2 separate regions of the Sus scrofa genome follow, and region 2 is linked to region 1. Evidence: chromatin contacts called from public Hi-C data. All regions are on one chromosome and are shown on one strand. Each heading gives the region's core, a stretch centred on a gene start, on an enhancer-like site or on the middle of the called end of the contact. The rest is flanking DNA. Distances are from core to core; before and after follow the strand shown. Region 1 holds the start of NR1H2 (oxysterols receptor LXR-beta). Region 2 holds the start of LOC110261034 (myeloid cell surface antigen CD33-like).

Region 1 (5,304 bases), core at 1,034-3,533:
TCCCACCCTCATTGGATTATAAACATGAGCCTCCTCACCTGCCCACCTGTATCTCTCACAAGCGTCCTATCTTAATAAATCCATTTCTTGCCTACCACTTATCTTTCGCTAAATTCCTTCTGCACTGAGACACAAACAGAACCTGCGCCTCAGTATCAGGTGCGTCCAGACACCAGGTGAGTGACCCCGGGTTCAAGTCCCCGTCCCGGTTTATGCTGGGTGTTTCCATTTCAGTTTGTGTTGGTGCTGTGACAAGTGTTCGATCCCTGGCCCGGGAACTTCCACATGCAGAGTGTGTGTGTGGGGGGGGGGGTGTCAGGGGAAGAGCCATCAGGAAAGTACAAATTAAAACCATGATGAAATATCTATTCACACCCACTAAAAGGACCATAATAAAAAAAGACAGAAAATACCAAGCAGTGGTAAGGTAGCAAAGAAACTGAAATCTTGGGATAGCGTTGCCGGGGATGTAAAGAGATGCACGTGGTCTGGCAGCTCCTCAAAAGAGTTAAATAAAACACACACAGGACACGACACAACACAACACACACACACGACAAAAGCTACACATAAAACTTAAATAATCGCATGGCGTATTAAATCAAAGACATTAATTTACATTAATTAGAAATCGAGTCACATTTTTTTTAAGGTTCACCATGGCAGCACTTGGAGGATTTTAACATGTAACTGAATGAGAAGTTCCCATTGTGGTGCAGTGGTTAACGAATCCGACTAGGAACCATGAGGTTGTGGGTTCAGCCCCTGCCCTTGCTCAGTGGGTTAAGGATCCGGTGTTGCCCTGAGCTGTGGTGTAGGTTGCAGACACAGCTCGGATCCCTCGTTGCTCTTGTGTAGGCCGGCAGCGGCTACAGCTCCAATTTGACCCCTAGCCTGGGAACCTCCATATGCCACGGAGTGGCCCCAGAAAAGCCAAAAAACAAAACAAAACAAAAACAAACAAACATGTAACTGAACAAAATCCTGAAATGCCCCTAGGGGGTTGCTTTATGTTTGAAAAAAATTCTTTTTCCATTTTATAGGCAATTTCTGTGTTTATCATAAGCTTCATGCTAAGGATGGAGAATTCTGGTGAATTGTAAATAGTATTGTGCCATTCTATCATTTGCTTGGGGCCAATTAAAATTTGTTTTACATCTGTACATGTTAAAAAAAAAGTAAACACAGAGTTACTGTAGAACTCAGAAACTCCACTCCTAAGTACACGGGAGTTCAGTCATCTCCCAATGCCGTGTTAGTCACTCTGCTTTATTGGTAAACAACCTCGGGTGGAAAATCCCACAGCTTGAAGGCCACGCTGGAATGGACAAAACAAGTCAAAAGAGACCATAGAGTATATATTCCCATTTTAAAATTTTTTATTGTTTATTTTTTGGTGCAGAAACCCAGGAACGAAATACTCCCATTTTTTAAAAAATGCTTATATGCTCGATATAGATCTAATTGTAATTGAAAAGACTTTGGAACAACTCTCATCTTCTACCTGTCCAAGTATTGAGTTTTCTTTTTGCTTTTCTTTTTTGGTCACGCTGTGGCAGGTGGAAGTTCCTGGGCCAGGGAATTGAACCCGTACCACAGCAGCAACCCGGGCCGCTGCAGAGTCAACACCGGATCTTTAACCCCCTGAGTCACAAGGGAGCTTTCTTTCTTTTTTTTTTTTTTTAATTCTTCCTATCACCAAATTATTTATTTTATGGCCCCACTTGGAGCAAATGGAAGTTCCCCGGCCAGGGACTGAATTCAAGCCCAGCAACAGCCAGATCCTTTAACCCAATGTGCCTGCCAAATGGAACCCGCACCTCCGCAGTGACCCGAGCCACTGGAGTCGGATTCTTAACCCACTGGCGGGCAGCAGGAACTCCCGAATTATTTTTAAAATACATTTTTTTTCTGCGTCTAGGTATGTAATTAACTTATTTAAAACCAACAAGCAGCTCAGTTCCAAAATCTGAAAAAATTATAACAACCAAAAAAGAACAAATACGCTTTAGAAGAGCCATGGGGGGAAAAAAGCTGTAGCCGGGGAGACGACGCCGGTAAATCCCGCGAGCCCAGGGAGGCACAGGGCAGAGTTTAAAGCAACACTGGGCGGGGCAGGGAGGTTTGGGACTAGCCACGCCGCCCTCCCGCCCCACTTTGGATTGAATGGAACCGGAACTCTTCTTCCGGCCTTCCGTGGAGCTACCCGGTAACGCGAACTTCCGGGCGGCAGCCGCCATCCGTAAGAGACAGCCGCTTAGGCTACCCCTAGACGGACCGGAATTCCGTCATCCTGACTCCACGCCCACTTCCGGAAGTGACGCGTGGTGGGGTTGCCGGAAGAAGTGGCGAAGTTACTTTTGAGGGGACCCTAGTCGCGGCGCCGTGCCAGCAGATACGGAGGCGGCAGAAGAGAAGCAGAACAAGGGGACGAAAGCAGGTGCACCCGAGTGTGGGGAGACGCGGGAGGAGCCCTGGGCCTGGGGCTTCCCGGCGTTCCCCGCGCTGCTTGGCTCAGCCCCCTCCTCTCCTTCCACCCCTTCCCTTCCTTAGCTCGCGCCGCCGCCGGCTGTTTCCAGGGCAACAAAAGTAGGAGACCCCCACAAGAAGCCGCCCACGAGACCCTCGCGCGCAGCCATGAGCCCCGCCCCCCACTGGTGTTCGGAGAGGGGCGGGACCTGGAGAGAGGTATGGGGGCGGAGCATCACGGGAAGGGGTGGAGGCAGGATGTGATGGGAGGGGGTGGGGCGGGGCCTGGAAGGGATGGGGAGACCTAGGAGGTGTGGGCGGAGCATAATGGGAGGAGGTGGGATCAGAATGAGAGATGAGGGCGCTTCCTCGGTGGAGGTGGAGTGAAGTCTGAGTAAAAGTAGGTGGGGTGAAACTGGATGGGAGAGAGGAAGTGAGGGTAGAGCACTTGAAACTGCAGGGACGAAGGGACGGGACGTTTCTGGAAAAAGCGGGTGGGCGGGATCTAGGAGTGGTTGGGGTCTAGGGGAGGGCGGGGCTTGGCCCTGCTGAGGGCTGTCCTGGAGCATAAGGGGGCGTGGCCTGTTAGAACTGGGTGGGAGGGTCCGAAGGCTGTCAGGGGCTGGGAGTGGGGTTTGTACACAGTAGGGTGAAGAGTCTGGAAGAGATGAAGAGGGAGGTGCCCCATTGAGACCTGTGGCTGGCGTAACCTGACCCTCTCTGGCCCCACAAGGCTCTCAGGCCCCCTGTATTCTGCAGGCTGCTCCGTGACCCCACCATGTCCACCCCCACCACGAGTTCCCTGGACACCCCCTTGCCTGGTGGTGAGTGACTCTCCCCCACCCAGCCACTGCCCCCCCGCCCCATCAGACTATTGTCAGGAGAAACCCACTGTGCCTCCATCTCCCAGGTAATGGTCCCCTTCAGCCCAGCACTCTGTCGTCTTCATCCGATGGAAAGGAGGATGGCCCTGAGCCATTGCCCGGAGGGGCGGACCCTGATGTCCCGAGCACTGACGGGGCCGGCTCAGCCTCCGTTGTGGGTGAGATGGCGCCCAGGCACACGGACTGGGGTTGGTATGGAGGTTTGAGGTGGGATCTAGGAAGGGAGAAAGAGCAGAAGCGGGGCCGGGCAGCGCTAGTTCCTCTCCCAGGCATCCTTGCCACCTCTTATTTTGGTCCACTGAGGTTCACTGACATACACATCTTTCTCTCTCATCGTCATCTCTCTGGGTCACCCTCTTCACTCTGGTTCTTTGCCTCCGATCTTTCGTGGATGTTTCCCTTCTGGCCACCGTTTATCTTTGTGGATTTGTCTCTCATGGCTTCTGTCCACTCATGCCAGTCATCCTAGACCCAGCAGAGGAGCCGGAGCGGAAGCGAAAGAAGGGCCCGGCTCCAAAGATGCTGGGCGACGAGCTGTGCCAAGTGTGCGGGGACACGGCCTCCGGCTTCCACTACAACGTGCTCAGCTGTGAAGGCTGCAAGGGCTTCTTCCGGCGAAGTGTGATCCGAGGCGGGGCCGGGCGCTATGCCTGCCGGGGCGGTGGAACCTGCCAGATGGATGCCTTCATGCGGCGCAAGTGCCAGCAGTGCCGGCTGAGAAAGTGCAAGGAGGCTGGGATGAGGGAGCAGTGTGAGTGCCAGGAAGGAAGCGGTGCCAGCCTGGCCCCTGCCCAGCCCTGGGGCTTCTGTTGAAGCCCGTGTCTCCCCACCAGGCGTCCTCTCCAAAGAGCAGATACGGAAGAAGAAGATTCGGAAGCAGCAGCAGCAGCAGCAGCAGCAGTCATCACCCACAGCGCCCGGAGTCAGCAGCGGCTCGGCTTCTGGGCCGGGGGCCTCCCCTGGAGGATCCGACGGGGGTGGCCAGGGCTCTGGGGAAGGCGAGGGCATCCAGTTAACAGCTGCGCAGGAACTGATGATCCAGCAGTTGGTGGCGGCCCAGCTGCAGTGCAATAAACGCTCCTTCTCGGACCAGCCCAAAGTCACGGTACTGCCCCTTCCCCAGCCTCGAGGGGTGATGGGCCCCGAGGGGTCAAGGCCCCAGGGGAGGATGTGGCTCCAGAGGGCAGGGGCTTTGAGAGGAGGGGCTCCTAGGGAGTTTCGGCTTTGTCTCGAGGGGCCCATAGCGTTGGGCCCCTGGGAAAAGTCCTGAGAGTAACCTGGCGCCCCATATCCCCAGCCCTGGCCCCTGGGCGCAGACCCCCAGTCCCGAGATGCTCGCCAGCAGCGTTTCGCCCACTTCACGGAGCTGGCCATCATCTCAGTTCAGGAGATCGTGGACTTCGCCAAGCAGGTGCCTGGCTTCCTGCAGCTGGGTCGTGAGGACCAGATCGCCCTCCTGAAGGCATCCACCATTGAGGTAATGGCCAGCCCTCCCGGCCTCAGCAAGGCCTTTCCATCCTGCCCTCGGAACCCAGCAATAAGCCCCAGGAAGATGCTGGGAGCAGAGGGACAAGCAAGACTCCAGTCCTTGTCCTTGTGGGGATGACATTCTACAGGAGACCTAAGCAAGTCATCAGAGCCTCCCACGAGGCATGGAGAGAAAGGAAACAGGGCCTGAGGCTCTGAGGATAATTGAGAATTGGAGTAAGCATTGAGTACCTAGTGTGTACACCTGGCCCTGTCCCTAGTGCTGGGCGTGTGGCAGTGAACAAAACAGACAAGCGAGCTCTGCCGCAGGCCTCACACCCACTCAGGAGAGTGTCCTGAGCGGAAGAGGCTGGGGGTGCCGACCCTGGAGGAGGGAGAGAGCTCAGAGGGTCCCCCATGCTGCCTGCAGGCCGTGTGGCTGGGAGAATGGGGGCCAGAGCCGGGAGGGCTGATCCCAGCAAGT
Region 2 (5,304 bases), core at 1,418-3,917, 510 kb after region 1:
AAGGCTGCCGGCATGGTGTCCGTGTCAGGAACAGACCAGGGCCAGCAGAATGCGCGCAGAGTAGGTGTCTCCCAGAATAAGAGAGGGTAATACGCACACAAGTGATCCTTGAACAACGTGGGGGATAGGGACGCAGTTAAAATCCGCCTAACTCTGCAGCCGGCCCTCCACATCGCTCCTGATCCCGCATCCACGGATTTCACAGCAGTGCTGTATCTTCTCTTCATCCTCCCAAGCATCTTACCTCACTTTTCCTAAAAGCTTATGGCCTTTTGCTCTAACCTCACGTCCCACTTGCCTTCAGCCGCTCTGGTCTCTACTCTCAAGCATCCCAGGAAACGCCTACTGCAAAGTGTCCGCAGTGCCCTTCCCTCTGCCCAGAGGATTCTTCCCTGTCACTGGGCCCAGCAACCAGCCCTCAGGACCCATGGCCGTGACCATTCGGCACATCTGTCACAGCTGAGCAGCGACCCCTTGAAATCTCCTCACCCCACCTCCTCCCCCGGCTTTGACTTGATTCGCCCTCCCTCTCCTGGTTTATCTCCTGCTCAGCCTCTAGTCTCTTTTGGAGTCCTCTTCATGGTTCTCAGGTCCTGCCCAGGTCATTTTTTCCTCGTGGGTGACTCTGGATGATGAAGTCCACCCGGCCGGTCCTCTAGATGCCCCATTGAGGATCCCTGATGGTCCCCTTGGATCTTGGGTGCCCAAACGGACCCCCAGGCAGAAACCTGTTCTTGCCCAGCTGTTCCCTGTCTTCCCAGACCCCCACCACCTTCCGCCCAGCTTCTCTGAAGGCAGGACATAAAGCCACCCTGGATTTATCTCTCTTCTCCCCCTAAATCTACAGTCACTCGGTCCCGGGAGTCTGCCTACAGAACAAGGAAGACCCAGGCAGGAGATGGGTCTGTGCAGATTGTCAGAGGCTAAGAAGCCAGGATACAGAAAGAGATGGGAGCCATGGGAGGATTTTGCCCTAAGAAGGGGTATAATGTAACTTAGGTTTTAAAGGGATCTCTTTGGCTGCAGTGTGGGGAACAGACAGTGGCAGGCAGGGGTAGAGACAGGGAGGCCACTGAGGAGGCTATGGCAGTAGCCAGTGAGATGACAGTGGCCTGGACTAGGGGGTTGGCAGTGTAGAGGACAGGAAAAGGTGGGATTTTGGATCTATTTTGAAGGTAGAGCCACCCTCAGGACTGGCACAAGACTTGGACTGGGGTGGTGGGTAGGGTCATGAGAAAAAAAAGAGGAAAGAGGGATGACTTGGAGGTTTTGGCCTGAGCACCTGGGAGGATGATGGGACCATTTAGTCATGGCTGGAGGGGTGGGGGATGACGCTGACCAGAATTCTCCATCTGGACAGGTCAGGTTTGATGTGCCTGTTAAGCATCTTCCCTTTGAAGACTTGATCAACCCCAGGCTGGGTCAGGAGCCCCCTCTGGGCTAGCAGAGCCCCTTGTATGCCTCCATCTGCACTGGATCTCGACTCTACCCTTCATGGTGACAGGTGTGTACTGTACTGTGAGCCTGGAGGGGGGAGGGGGGAAGGCCCTCCCAGTCCCCTCGGAGAACAAAGGGAAGGCAACATGTGACATCAGCACCTGTGTGCACATGCACGATTCTGTAACAAGGTGCCATAACCTGAATCCATGGATCTATAACTGTCCACTCAGAAATTACAGAATGTATGTTACCTTATAAGGGGGACAAAGAGACCAAAGCAGGGAAAAAAATAATCATAATAACGGAGGATATGTAAGACCACGCCCCACTGTGTTGGAGGCTCAGCCTTTGGATATGAACCTGCTAAGCCAGTGCGGGCACGAATATATGCTGTTGCCTGGCAAAAAGGTCTCGGTGTCCTGTCTCCCTGTGCGTAAGTCCTGCAACAAGCCCAATAAACGCAGGGACAGGGTCTGCTTCCTCCACCACTGACCTCCCCTGCCTCGAGGTGGACTTGGCACAGGATGGGTGCTCAGTAAAGTTCTGAGGGATGAGGGAATGATAAATGCCCCCGGAAAACGGGGCCCAGGCCTCAGGGATGCCTCCGGATTGCAGCCTTGTCAGAAGGACCCATGGGATGTAACATCATTCTATCAGGACAGAGTAGGGGCAATGCGGACGTACCCAGCTAGAGTCAGGGGCAGGGAAATGGTCGAAACTCAACCTGAGGGGGGGAGGGAGGGTGCGGGCCAGAGACAGGCCAGGCCGCAGGGTCCGAAGGGGGATGGTGGCCAGAAGGCCTCTGGGATAACAGGCGCTGGGAAAACTGAGGCGAGTGTCATCACTCCCACAGAGACCTTCAACCCTCAGACGACACCGCAACAAAGAGCGGGCGCTCACGGGCGGACCAACTCGAGGCGGGGGAATACTCACCTGAGGAGAACTCGGGGGTGGATCGTCCAAACCGTCTGACACGCGGAACTCCGGCACGGAAGTGGATCCGGAGACTACAACTCCCAAAAGACCTTGGAGGCTGCCTTGCCTACGGCTCCCAGAATCCCATGCAACGGCTCCTGAGGCACTTATGGTTACCAGGTCCTCTTGGCTTACAACTCCCAGCAACCTTTGTGGCCCCATTTTTCACTCTGCCTACCGCTCCCAAAATGCACTGCCGCATGCACCGCCCTCTTTCTTTTCTGCGCCTGCGCAGGGGGCAAAGGCCGTAGCGCATGCGTTATTTTGCTGTGGTAGTGCTCTCTCACCGTGCTGGACGCTTAAAAGGCGAAGTGACTGTGTTAAAATTATATATTTTTGTAGCTAGGCTTTTATAGGGATTATAGAGCATAATGTTTTTACCCTCTGCGATGGGGTTTCGGTGGGAACCGAAGGTTTGGTCGCGTGTGTAAAAAGAGGAGATGGGACATGCGCAGTACAGAGATTCTGAGAGGAGCGGTTCGCCCTGGATGCACGCGTGCCCTGCAGGACTGGTTCATGGTGCGCCTGAGCGTGTCGGCTGGGGAGAGGGAGCAGTGTGTTTGAGAGCCGAGGCCTCTGCGCGTGCGTCAGCCGTCGACACTCCGTCTTCTGAAGAGTGTTCCAAAGACTCAGATTCCTGAAACCCACCAGTCCCCACGCCCAGTGTCATAGAGACTCAGAGTTTCAGAAACTCAGACCCTTGAACTAAAGGAGCCAAGAGACCGGGGACTCGAGAGGCAGCTCTCACCAACCAGCACATCTGTCATATTGAACCTCTTGGATCCAGACATAGGGTCTCTGTTCTTTGTGATCAGCCCCCCCTGCCCTGCCCCCCGCCAGAGATGCAGTCAGCGCTTAACTCTGAATCAGCACCGCGGACAGCACACACCCCTCCTCCCTTTCCAACCCAGGAGCCAGAGCACGTCCTGGGCAGAGGCCCCATCCCTGCTGGGGTAGAGGTGGGGTTGGTCACAAACAGATCACAGAACTTGGTAGCTGGTGGAGGATTCCCAGCACAGTGGTAAAGTGAGAACGTAACACCTGCGAGCCCAAGATTATCTGCAGAACTCACATCCCTTGTGACTGCCTGAGAGCCCTTACTTGGCCTGTACCTCTCTGAGAACTCCCTTTCCAGTCCAGAAGAGCTAGAACTCCACCCATCCCTGGCCTTTGCTGCCCTCATCACAGGCACTTTCGCTATGGCATTGGATTGCCAGGTAACCTGCCTTCCAACCGGATGTTACTTTCCTCAGAGACAAGGGCTGGATCTTTACTAGAAACCTGAAGGCACAGTGTAGACGACTGGTGAATGAATGAAATTTCCTCTCTCACCTCACGGTAAGTGTTGACATTTCTTACCTCTAAAATTAATATAAACTTCCTGGGAAATCCCTGGTGCCTCAGTGGGTTAAGGATCTGGCATTGTCAGATATGGCACAAGTTCCATCCTCAGCCTTGGAATTTCCACATATATTGGGCATAGCCAAAAAAAAAAAAAAAGTTCCCATTGTGTCTCAGCGGGTCAAGAACCCAACATGGTCTCCCTGAAGATACAGGTTCGAATCCTGGCCTTGCTCAGTGGGTTGGGGATCCGACAAGGAACTTCCGTATGCCACGTGTATGGCCATAAACAGGGAAAAAAAAGAAAGAAAATGAACATGTAAGCCATACATTGGGAAAAAATCATATCTATATATCAGTCTATATCTACAGAGCTATAGATATAGATAAGTAGTTATAGATAAGTAGATAGATATCTTTTTCCAAAAGGGAGGTTGAACTTAAATATATAAAGAATTCTTTCCTACCGTATAACACCGGGAACTATGTTCAATATGCTGAGATTAAACCATAATGGAAAAGAATATATAGGAGTTCAGTTGTGGTTCAGTGGTAATGAATCCGACTAGTATCCGTGAGAATGAAAGTTCAATCCCTGACCTCATTCGATAGGTTAAGGATCCAGCGTTGCCTTGAGCTGTGATGTAGGTCGCAGACACAGGTCAGATCTCACGTTGCTGTGGCCATGGGTAGGCTGGCGACTACCGCTTCAATCTGACCCCTAGCCTGGGAACGTCCATGAGCCTGCAGATGCAGCCCTTCAAAAGGAAAAAAAAAAAAAAAAAGAATATATAAAAAATGTATATATGTATAACTGAATCACTTTGCTGTACCACAGACATTAACACACCATTGTTAATCAACTATACATCAATAAAAGACAGTAAGAGAATAAGAATGGGGGGTAAAAAGAATCCTTATTAGTTAGCAAACCAGTGCTAAATAAAGGAGAGGCCCCAAATGGAGTCATGTGCGGCAAGCCTCATGTCAGCAAACAACACCTAACACCTAACCACCGTCTCGGCTTCCCAGGAATGTGCCCTTTAACCAGTGAATCTGGAATTTCCTGTTGAGCATTAGTGAGATGATACACCATTTAGATTTTTTTCCATCACCCCAAAGAAAGGTGAGGTAATTCGTTCTTTCCTTGTCTATGATCCCTTCTGCCTACAAAAGTCTTCCATTTTGTATAGCTCCTTGGAGCATCTTTCTGCGTATCAAGGGGGATGCTGCCTGATTCGTGCATTGGTTAATAAAGCCAATTAGATATTCAGATTTACTCAGGTGGGTTTTTTTTTAACAGCAACGACGACCTAATTTTTAAAATTATTTTTAAAATAATCATATATTTTATAAGAGATCCAAATGACCAGTAAGTATATGCATCAATATGGTTGGATGCCAAGGAAATGAAAATTAAGGTCACAATATGTGCCCTATCACATCTGCTCTAATGGCTAAAATTGTAAGACCTGAGCATAATGACCATGGTGTAGGCCTGCAGCTATAGCTCCACGTCAACCCCTAACCTGGGAACTTCCATATGTA

Evidence for each region. A called contact is a pair of places that touch in the nucleus more often than the background predicts.
Region 2: a contact with region 1 is called in a Hi-C map of liver, with 4 times the contacts expected there. The contact joins the promoter of LOC110261034 here to the promoter of NR1H2 in region 1. A contact is called at or near these places in 3 of 47 Hi-C or Micro-C datasets (heart right ventricle, liver and subcutaneous adipose tissue) and 1 of 2 datasets of contacts at active chromatin or transcription factors (alveolar macrophages).

What each region holds. Positions count from the first base shown.
Region 1 is chr6:55,236,253-55,241,556 of Sscrofa11.1, forward strand. NR1H2 (oxysterols receptor LXR-beta) reads left to right here and starts at 2,284. Exons shown (of 10, transcript XM_005664782.3): 1 at 2,284-2,440; 2 at 2,554-2,688; 3 at 3,229-3,293; 4 at 3,380-3,511; 5 at 3,814-4,104; 6 at 4,187-4,458; 7 at 4,651-4,830. The coding sequence starts at 3,248.
Region 2 is chr6:55,743,197-55,748,500 of Sscrofa11.1, forward strand. It overlaps LOC110261034 (myeloid cell surface antigen CD33-like), which reads left to right and starts at 2,668. Exons shown (of 6, transcript XM_021094852.1): 1 at 2,668-3,753. The coding sequence starts at 3,729. It overlaps CTU1 (cytoplasmic tRNA 2-thiolation protein 1), which reads right to left and starts at 2,547. Exons shown (of 4, transcript XM_021094859.1): 1 at 2,374-2,547.